3 separate regions of the Mus musculus genome follow, and all the other regions are linked to region 2. The links are chromatin contacts, called in public Hi-C maps. All regions are on one chromosome and are shown on one strand. The core of a region is the stretch at or near the end of the contact, and the rest is flanking DNA. Distances in the headings are between cores, read along the strand shown. Region 1 has its middle 110 kb from the start of Gm35017. Region 2 holds the start of Lrrn1 (leucine rich repeat protein 1, neuronal). Region 3 has its middle 96 kb from the start of Gm34933.

Region 1 (2,700 bases), core at 58-2,557, 180 kb after region 2:
ACAAATTAGTAAGCAGAAAAAGTAAAAACTGAGAAGTGTTTTAACAAACCTCATACTACTGCAAAATATCACATATGCCCATATAAGCAATGCACACACAAAGTTCACGGTGCCTATAAGTTCACATTAAGAAAACATCCTCCGAACACATCTTCCTAATGCTGGGACTCTTTAATACAGTTCTTCATATTGTGGTGACTCCCCAACCATAAAATTATTTCATTGCTACTTTATAACTGTAAGTTTGCTATTGTCATGAATTGTAATGTGAACACCTAAAATGCAGGAGATCTGATATGCAGCCCCTGTGAAAGGCTCATTTGACCCCTAAAGGAGCTGTGACTCCAGGTTGACAGCGACAGACCTAACATTTATTGTGTAAGAACATTGTGTCTGTCAGCAAACTAGGCATTCTGGAGAAGAGTGAATTGGAGCCCTGGCGGAAAACATGCTCTAAGATGCTAGAAAGTAACTACACATTTGTACAGGCATTCCTCATAAGCATTACACAGGAGAGCACTTGGGGGGCTTTTTAGAACTACATATCCCATATTTATATCATCTGAATATATACAGTCTGAGGAGGGCAGAACATGTGGAAGGACTGTAAGAGCCAGGAGCAGTGGATATCTGCGGCAAAACAGTATTTTCTGTCCACAACAGCACAGTCGCACACATGAAACCCCAATAGGTGTACTGCGTGGAGAAGACCTGTGTGATCAAGAAAGAGCAAGCCAACCAAAACTTCACCATAGATGGGGGAGGAGCTTATGAAGTCTTTCCTCATTTGAGGAGCTAATTGGCAGTGGCTGGTCACTGGGAGAGAGAGAATAACTTTTCTTCAGAGATTTTGTCCCTAAGAGACTACACATCCTCCAGTAGATGGGCCAACACCCATGCACATATGGGCAGCATTAAATGACACAGCGGCTAGGAAATTAAAGAAGCAAAGCAGGGAGCACATAAAGTTGGGAGGGGAAACTAGGGGAGATAGAGGCGAGAATGGTGGGGCAGGGGTGGATTGAAGCCAAATATACTGTACGAATGTATGAGTATGGAATAAAATATTTACTAAAAAATTTCCTCTGGTGATTCTAAAACCCAAGCAATATGGAAAAGCAATGGAGGCCATTCCCTGCCCCCTTCTAAACACCAGGTCTTCTGGAATCTGGTAAGTGTAGAGCCTATTACCTCAGTGTAAATGATCTCACCAGAAGGCTAAAAATAAATGATCCCAGGCAACATGAGACTAATAGCAACCGAAGGCCCAAATGATCTCAGATAATATGCTGAAACTTAATAGCAGACACAAATCTCTTTGAAGATGTGAGTTGTTATTGTCCCAGGGTAGGTCATATTTCGCAAGCCAGGCAATTCCACCAGAAGTGCTTCCCAGTGCTGAACCAACACCTGTCTTTCTGGAACTTCCTTCTAGTATTTGAGCCCTACATTATTCACTCCCTGCCTCCTCTAAGGAGTGAATCCACAAAGCCTTAGGTATGTAGCCCCAAACCCAATTTGGTAAATCCAGACTAAGGCTGATCAAAATAACCAGGCTCATCCCCAGAAAGAGACATAAGGATTCATACTGCTTCCATCACGGTGGGGTTCAGTGGCTATCAGACCAGAGCAGCTGTGTGTCTATTGAGTTTCAACTTCTTCCTTAATCCAAAGATCCAAAGTCTAGTTCATTCAATCAGACATCTGTCTGGGCCTCCTGTTCTCTACTTTTGCTCCCAGAGGATATCAGCCCTGTTCACTGAGCACTGATACTGTTCAACAACTGCTATCTGTATATTATCTGTCAATTATGTCTAGATAGCCAGTCAGCTGTTGCTACCTGTACTGTATCATTGCCTGTACACTAAATTCTGTCCTCTGTGTGTTAATTTAATGCCTGGGCTAATTTTCATTTATTCTTGCATGTTCATGATGATATGTAAACCCAATATTTAGATCAATCACTGACTTTCAATTAGGATGTTACTGCCTCCATTTTTGAATTATAAATGATGTTTTTGGTTGCTGCAACAATAAGATCTACCTCGTCCCATACAGTTGCCCTACTTTTACTGGCATTTAGTGAATAGAGGCTATGATAAATTGACACTCCGCCACTAATGTACAAGCATTAATGGTACTGTGTTCCTCTGAACATTGCTGCAGGTGCAAACCCCTTTGTTAGTATATGGAGTCGGATGCCTACTTCGCTTACATATCACCTGAGGGTATGTTTTGCTGTGAATTCTAACATGTTGCAGATTTTCAGAATTTCCTCAAACCTATAAATCAGGAGGAGATTCTAGTTTTTAAAAAAATTGTCAAAATTTTTCACTCTCTTAAAAATCACTTCATTAATAATAAAACTACCTTCTTGGCATTTGAGTCACAAGTACAAAGTTCCTGTCTCTGTCTATACTTATGGTTTCTCCTCTTCACGCAGAGACAAGTACCTGACCACTTTACATCTTTCAATGTAACCAGCCCCAAGCTCTTACATATTGAAGCTCAGACTACATTCATTTTAAACTACATTTTCCAAAACTTTATATTAAAATTAGGACATTATGTTGACTTGCTTTTCCTATGAGATTATGAATATAGGTAGATATTGCTATCTGTCTTCAGGAATAAAGGGAGCATTGCGAAATATCTGTTGGGAGATGAGACATTAGGACTAATAGTTTTGAAAAATAAGTA
Region 2 (2,700 bases), core at 158-2,657:
TTTTTTTTTAAATTAGGTATTTTAGCTCATTTACATTTCCAATGCTATACCAAAAGTCCCCCATACCCACCCCCACTCCCTTACCCGCCCACTCCCCCTTTTTGGCCCTGGCGTTCCCCTGTTCTGGGGCATATAAAGTTTGTGTGTCCAATGGGCCTCTCTTTCCAGTGATGGCCGACTAGGCCATCTTTTGATACACATGCAGCTAGAGTCAAGAGCTCCGGGGTACTGGTTAGTTCATAATGTTGATCCACCTATAGGGTTGCAGATCCCTTTAGCTCCTTGGGTACTTTCTCTAGCTCCTCCATTGGGAGCCCCGTGATCCATCCATTAGCTGACTGTGGGCATCCACTTCTGTGTTTGCTAGGCCCCGGCATAGTCTTACAAGAGACAGCTACATCTGGGTCCTTTCGATAAAATCTTGCTAGTGTATGCAATAGTGTCAGCGTTTGGATGCTGATTATGGGGTGGATCCCTGGATAAGGCAGTCTCTACATGGTCCATCCTTTCACAAATTCCCCAGAATTTCTTGACTTGAGTATCCCGGGGAAATAAAATCAGGTTCTCTTTCTCAAAGTTGCTGATGCTCTCTCTCTCTCTCTCTCTCTCTCTCTCTCTCTCTCTTAAAGCTGATTCCCCCAATAGCACTTATCAAAGGCTTTTCCTGAACCTTGCTTTGGATTGTCACTTTGAAGTTGAGACCCTGGTTCAGGTCTAGTCTTCAACCACTTCCACCCTCCCTTCCACACTCTTGCCTGCCTCCCACCACCCTTGCCCTCACACCGCTCTGCAGTCTGCACTTTCAATCAATCCTCTGCTAATGTGAACACAAGTTTCACACCTAACCAAACAGACACTACACAGTTTCAAAGTTTCAGAATTGTTTCCAGAAAGCCTCCAGAATTTCACAGTGGCTTTGCCTCGCAATTAAGGGTCACAGAACTACCCTGGGTTCGGCAAGGGCATTAACCATTTCAGCTGCGGGTATGTATGTATGCACCACATAGCCAACTATCTCCAAAGGATGGGTCAGATCTCATACTTAAAACTCCATTGCAGTCCCATGGAGACTATGGCGTTCCTACAAGGGTTCTTCCCCTGTCCTTGCCTTCCTCTCCCAGTCACAGTCTTTCGTCCCTATTTTTTTAAAAAAGAAGAAAATGAAAAAAAGAAAAAAGGAGTGGCTCTCTGCTCCCTGCAGCGGCTGTAGTGGCATTGCAGCGATCTGGCAGGCCCAGGGTGGCGGGCCCGAGCTGCCCCTTTGTTGGGCGGGCTACAGATGGTGCCCCAGCGCGGGACTGCGCCTAGGCGGGCGTAGCGGGCGGGAGGGCGGGAGGGGGAGGCCGGGAAGGGGGTCGGGCGGGAGGGGAGGAGACCGCTAAGCAGCCAATCGGCGCGCAGCCCATCAGCTGACCGCTTTTGCTTACACCAGGTGCACGCCGGCTGCGGGGAGCACAAAGCGGGGCGCACGGAGGGCGCCGGCAGCAAGCCGTGAAGCCAGGCGAGGGCCGTGCGCCCCGGTTTGCAGCGCTTGTCGGGCGGGGACCGGGGCCCGCGGCGTCCTCCCAGACAGTGGCATCCTTGCCACCGCACTCCGAGGCGCCTCGGGCGCCTTCCTTGAGACCGATCCTTCGCTGCCCCGCCCTCTGCACCCCATTTCTTCTACCCTCTTTCCTATTCCCGCCTGTCTCTACCACGACCCCCAAGAACGCGATTTAGCCCAGCCCCGCGCAGCAGCTGTTGCTCCCGCGGCTGTCTCGCCTTGCATCTTGGTGCTCTGCTGGGGGTCCCCCAAGGAGCCAGTGCGCGCTGCGGGCTGGGTGGAGGCGCTGCTCTGCCGGTCCTCATCCTCCGGCTAGTGGCTGCTGCTGCCACCACCACCCGCTCCGTGCGCACCCCAACACCCCTGTCAGCCCAGCCTTAGGGTAAGTGCCCGGACCAACTGGGCCGCAGCAGGAGGTGTGGGAGGCAGCGGGAGGTGTGGGAGGCAGCAGGGAGGAAGTAGAGACAAACTTGGCAGCTTGGCGGACCCTACTGCGTTTGAGAAACCTCGGGATAAGATCTCAGGGCTAAGGGGAACAAGGGGGCGCGGTTTCTCGAGCAAGGAGGAAAAACGAAGTCGGGAAAGGAGAATCTACCGATCACCCTCTTGCCTTCAAAATGAAGCAGGGCGAGCGAGAGCAATAGTTGAGAAGAAAGGCCAGACAGAAATGGGCAAAAGGCAGTGACTGGAGCTGAGGCCCCAGGATCTCAGGGACCCATCAGAGGGGGAAAGAGAAGAGAAGGCTTGGTGCTGTGATCAGGGGAAAGAAGCTGGGGACCTGGGAAGAGAGCAGACAGAAGACCCAGGGAGTTGGAAATGGGGTCAAAAGGAAAGAAAGGTGGCAGGTTGTGGGGAGAGGAAAAGGTCTCGGCAGAGGCTACGATGCTAAGAATAAAGAGCAAGGAGTGTAATTAACAAAACACTGAGGATACTGAAGTCAGAGCATTGGGGAGAACATACTCAACTGTTATGTGGTCCAAGGAGGAGAAAACTGTTTTGAGCCTAGAAGGGGTAGCTCCCTTAAGGAGGCTTGCTACAGACGTGGAAATTTCAGGGAAGTCTTGATCTTTTCCAGGCATTCTGCTCTGGGGTCAGTGACTAGGAAAGTTTGCCAGCGAGTGTCCTTTGTGCTGCAAGGAGAGGGGTGTGGGCTGCTG
Region 3 (2,700 bases), core at 155-2,654, 240 kb before region 2:
TTTTTCTTTAATGATTTCTACCTGTTTGGCTGTGTTTTCCTGCTTTTCTTTAAGGGCCTGTAACTCTTTAGCAGTGCTCTCCTGTAATTCTTTAAGTGACTTATGAAAGTCCTTCTTGATGTCCTCTATCATCATCGTGAGAAATGTTTTTAAATCTGGGTCTAGATTTTCGGTTGTGTTGGGGTGCCCAGGACTAGGTGGGGTGGGAGTGCTGCGTTCTGATGATGGTGAGTGGTCTTGATTTCTGTTAGTAGGATTCTTACGTTTGCCTTTCGCCATCTGGTAATCTCTGAAGCTAGCTGTTTTAGTTGTCACTGTTAAGAGCTTGTTCTTCAGGTGACTCTGTTAGCCTCTATAAGCAGACCTGGAGGGTAGCACTCTCCTTAGTTTCAGTGGGCAGAGTATTCTCTGCAGGCAAGCTCTCTTCTTGCAGGGCAGGTACCCAGATATCTGGTGTTCGAACCAGACTCCTGGCAGAAGTTGTGTTCCACTCACCAGAGGTCTTAGAGTCCCGTGTGGGGTCCCATGTGGGCCCTTGCGGGTGTTGGGCAAGACTCTGCTGGCAAGGTAGCCCGGGGCTCGAGTCGAGCGGAAGGGACTTGTGCCCCAGATCAGGCCCGGGTAGCCTGCTTCCCTATGTACCGCAGTCTCAGGTTCCGTGCGAGTGGATTGGGGCAGGCGCTGTGTTCCACTCACCAGAGGTCTTAGGATCCCGTGGGGGGTCCCGTGTGGGCCCTTGCGGGTGTTGGGCAAGACTCTGCTGGCAAGGTAGCCCGGGGCTGGAGTCGAGCGGAAGGGCGAAATAATTTTTTTTTACACTTAAAAAAAGAAAGAGGTTAATTAAGTCAAGATTTTACAACAAAGTGAGCTAAGGCTGATATCCAGATTGCCGACTGCAGTCTAGCTGCCTAACCCTTGTATTTCAGATGAAATTGTAAGAGAAAAATGAGAGCAAATCGCTTCACCCCAAGTCTGCTGAGTGGTTAAAAAAGTTTTCCATGTGGCCAGGGTTCTTCCAGGAATCAAACAACCAAAGCAGCTTTTAGCTTCTGGGCAGCTTCTTCATTTCCCAATTATGTTATATTTACTATTACAAACAAAGGCTTAGGTAGTGTCTGAATATCTGAGAACAAACATGAAATTCTAACAAAAGACCTCACTGCTCTCAAAGTCAAACTACCTAGGAGGCTCTCCTGCTGTCCTGCCCCTTAAAGAGGATGGGTACTCTCACACTAAGTCAAGAAGCAGAACACTTGCCTTGGCATCAAAGCACATCAGAAAGCAGTTCCCACCCTCAGATCCTAGATCCTAAGAGTTCTCCAGTCACTATTCCTCTCTGAGGCAAAGGACCACACTGTAAGGAAGAATGCAGAGTCCCCATCTGCACATATGGCTGTGGTACAGTCTTTTTGGGAAGGAGTCCAGTTCTCTCTGGACTTTCTCCAAAGCATAAAACAGAGCACACTGAGCACGGTGCCCACTTTCTCTTGAAGATAATTTGCTAATGTTTGCCACACCTGGAGGTTCTCTTCTACGAAGCCACGGGTCTTTAAAAAAAAAATCAATGCTACTCACCTTCTTCAGACAGAGGCAAAGATCAAAATTTGAAAATGCAACAAAGCAACGTGTATTTTAGTTCCATTTCCAAGTTACAAAGAAAATAAACCTGGTAGTACGTATCTGCTTGAAGGATGTTGCCAGAGGTAGAGAAAAATTTGAGAATGTACCTGGGCCATTTTAGCATTCACTGTACAAGAATTTCTGAGTTGCCGAGAAAATAAATTTAATCATACTTATCTGCATGCAGAATGTTGGGATAATTAATGAAGGTTTTTTCCCTTTTTTCTGCAGTTATAGAAACTAAGGGAAGTTAATGTTCTATGTTTGACCTGCATTATATAAATTAATGAGCTTTCTTGTTTGGAATAAGCAATGAAGAGTTTGTCCTAGTTGGGAGGAGTCCAATATCCTGAAAAATGTTTTTCTGATACCTCCTTAATTCATTTTCATTTTGTCTGTTCCATGGTGTTGAAGATTAATTTTCTGAAAGGGTTGCTTTATACATTATTATAGGTTTCTTGAGTAATGTTTCTAGGTGAGCTTTCAAAAGAAGAAAAAAATAACTTTGATTATAGGAAGACAAATTGCATGTACACAGCCACAGCTTCTGCTGCTGAGAAGGCGTCACCCTGCAACTTAAGCTTGACCCTTTGTATGCTCATCATGGAAACTCTTAAAAACCATTTGGAACAGCACGTGCTGCTGACTTTCCATAGTATTAGTAACTGGGATAATGATAATTGAATGACTGAATGAATTTAAATTCCAAGCTTCACCGACTAATACAAATCATAATAGATAAGCCTCATTTCCTTAAAAAAAAATATCCCCTAATGGAAATAATCAGCAGATGAAAGAGCCAGCCTACGAAGCAGCAGATAAATCTTTGGCAACTATACATTTGATGGGTGATTAATAAATTAAGCAACCCAAAACAATCATGTCAATAGATGGACAAATGAATTGAAGAGAGAGCCTCAAAACAAGCAAAAATAGACAACAAAGGCATGAAACGATGGCTAATATCCTTAGCTATTAGGAAAATGCAAATAAAAACTCACCCAGATTCTGCACCACCCAAGTCAGAAAGACTACCACTAAGAAGAGAGTCAAATGGTTTCTGGGAAGAAATTATCCTTA

Evidence for each region. A called contact is a pair of places that touch in the nucleus more often than the background predicts.
Region 1: a Hi-C map of myocytes shows a contact between it and region 2, with 3 times the contacts expected there. The contact joins the enhancer-like site here to the promoter of Lrrn1 in region 2. A contact is called at or near these places in 1 of 39 promoter capture datasets (hippocampal neurons), 10 of 484 Hi-C or Micro-C datasets (cerebellar granule neurons, cerebellum, cerebral cortex and 6 more) and 8 of 115 datasets of contacts at active chromatin or transcription factors (differentiating embryonic stem cells, embryonic forebrain, embryonic midbrain and 3 more).
Region 3: a contact with region 2 is called in a Hi-C map of cerebellum, with 2.2 times the contacts expected there. The contact joins the enhancer-like site here to the promoter of Lrrn1 in region 2. A contact is called at or near these places in 2 of 39 promoter capture datasets (embryonic stem cells and hippocampal neurons) and 2 of 484 Hi-C or Micro-C datasets (cerebellum and cortical neurons).

The regions. Positions count from the first base shown.
Region 1 is chr6:107,707,099-107,709,798 of GRCm38.p6, forward strand. No RefSeq gene overlaps it. Among named protein-coding and RNA genes, the nearest start is that of Gm35017, 110 kb to the right of the region's middle. Within about 2 kb of position 1,308, at least 3 of the 459 cell types and tissues checked have an H3K27ac peak or open chromatin away from gene starts, as enhancers often do. A contact at or near this core is called in myocytes, where this site is marked.
Region 2 is chr6:107,528,319-107,531,018 of GRCm38.p6, forward strand. Lrrn1 (leucine rich repeat protein 1, neuronal) reads left to right here and starts at 1,408. Exons shown (of 2, transcript NM_008516.4): 1 at 1,408-1,925.
Region 3 is chr6:107,289,652-107,292,351 of GRCm38.p6, forward strand. No RefSeq gene overlaps it. Among named protein-coding and RNA genes, the nearest start is that of Gm34933, 96 kb to the left of the region's middle. Within about 2 kb of position 1,405, at least 6 of the 459 cell types and tissues checked have an H3K27ac peak or open chromatin away from gene starts, as enhancers often do. A contact at or near this core is called in cerebellum, where this site is marked.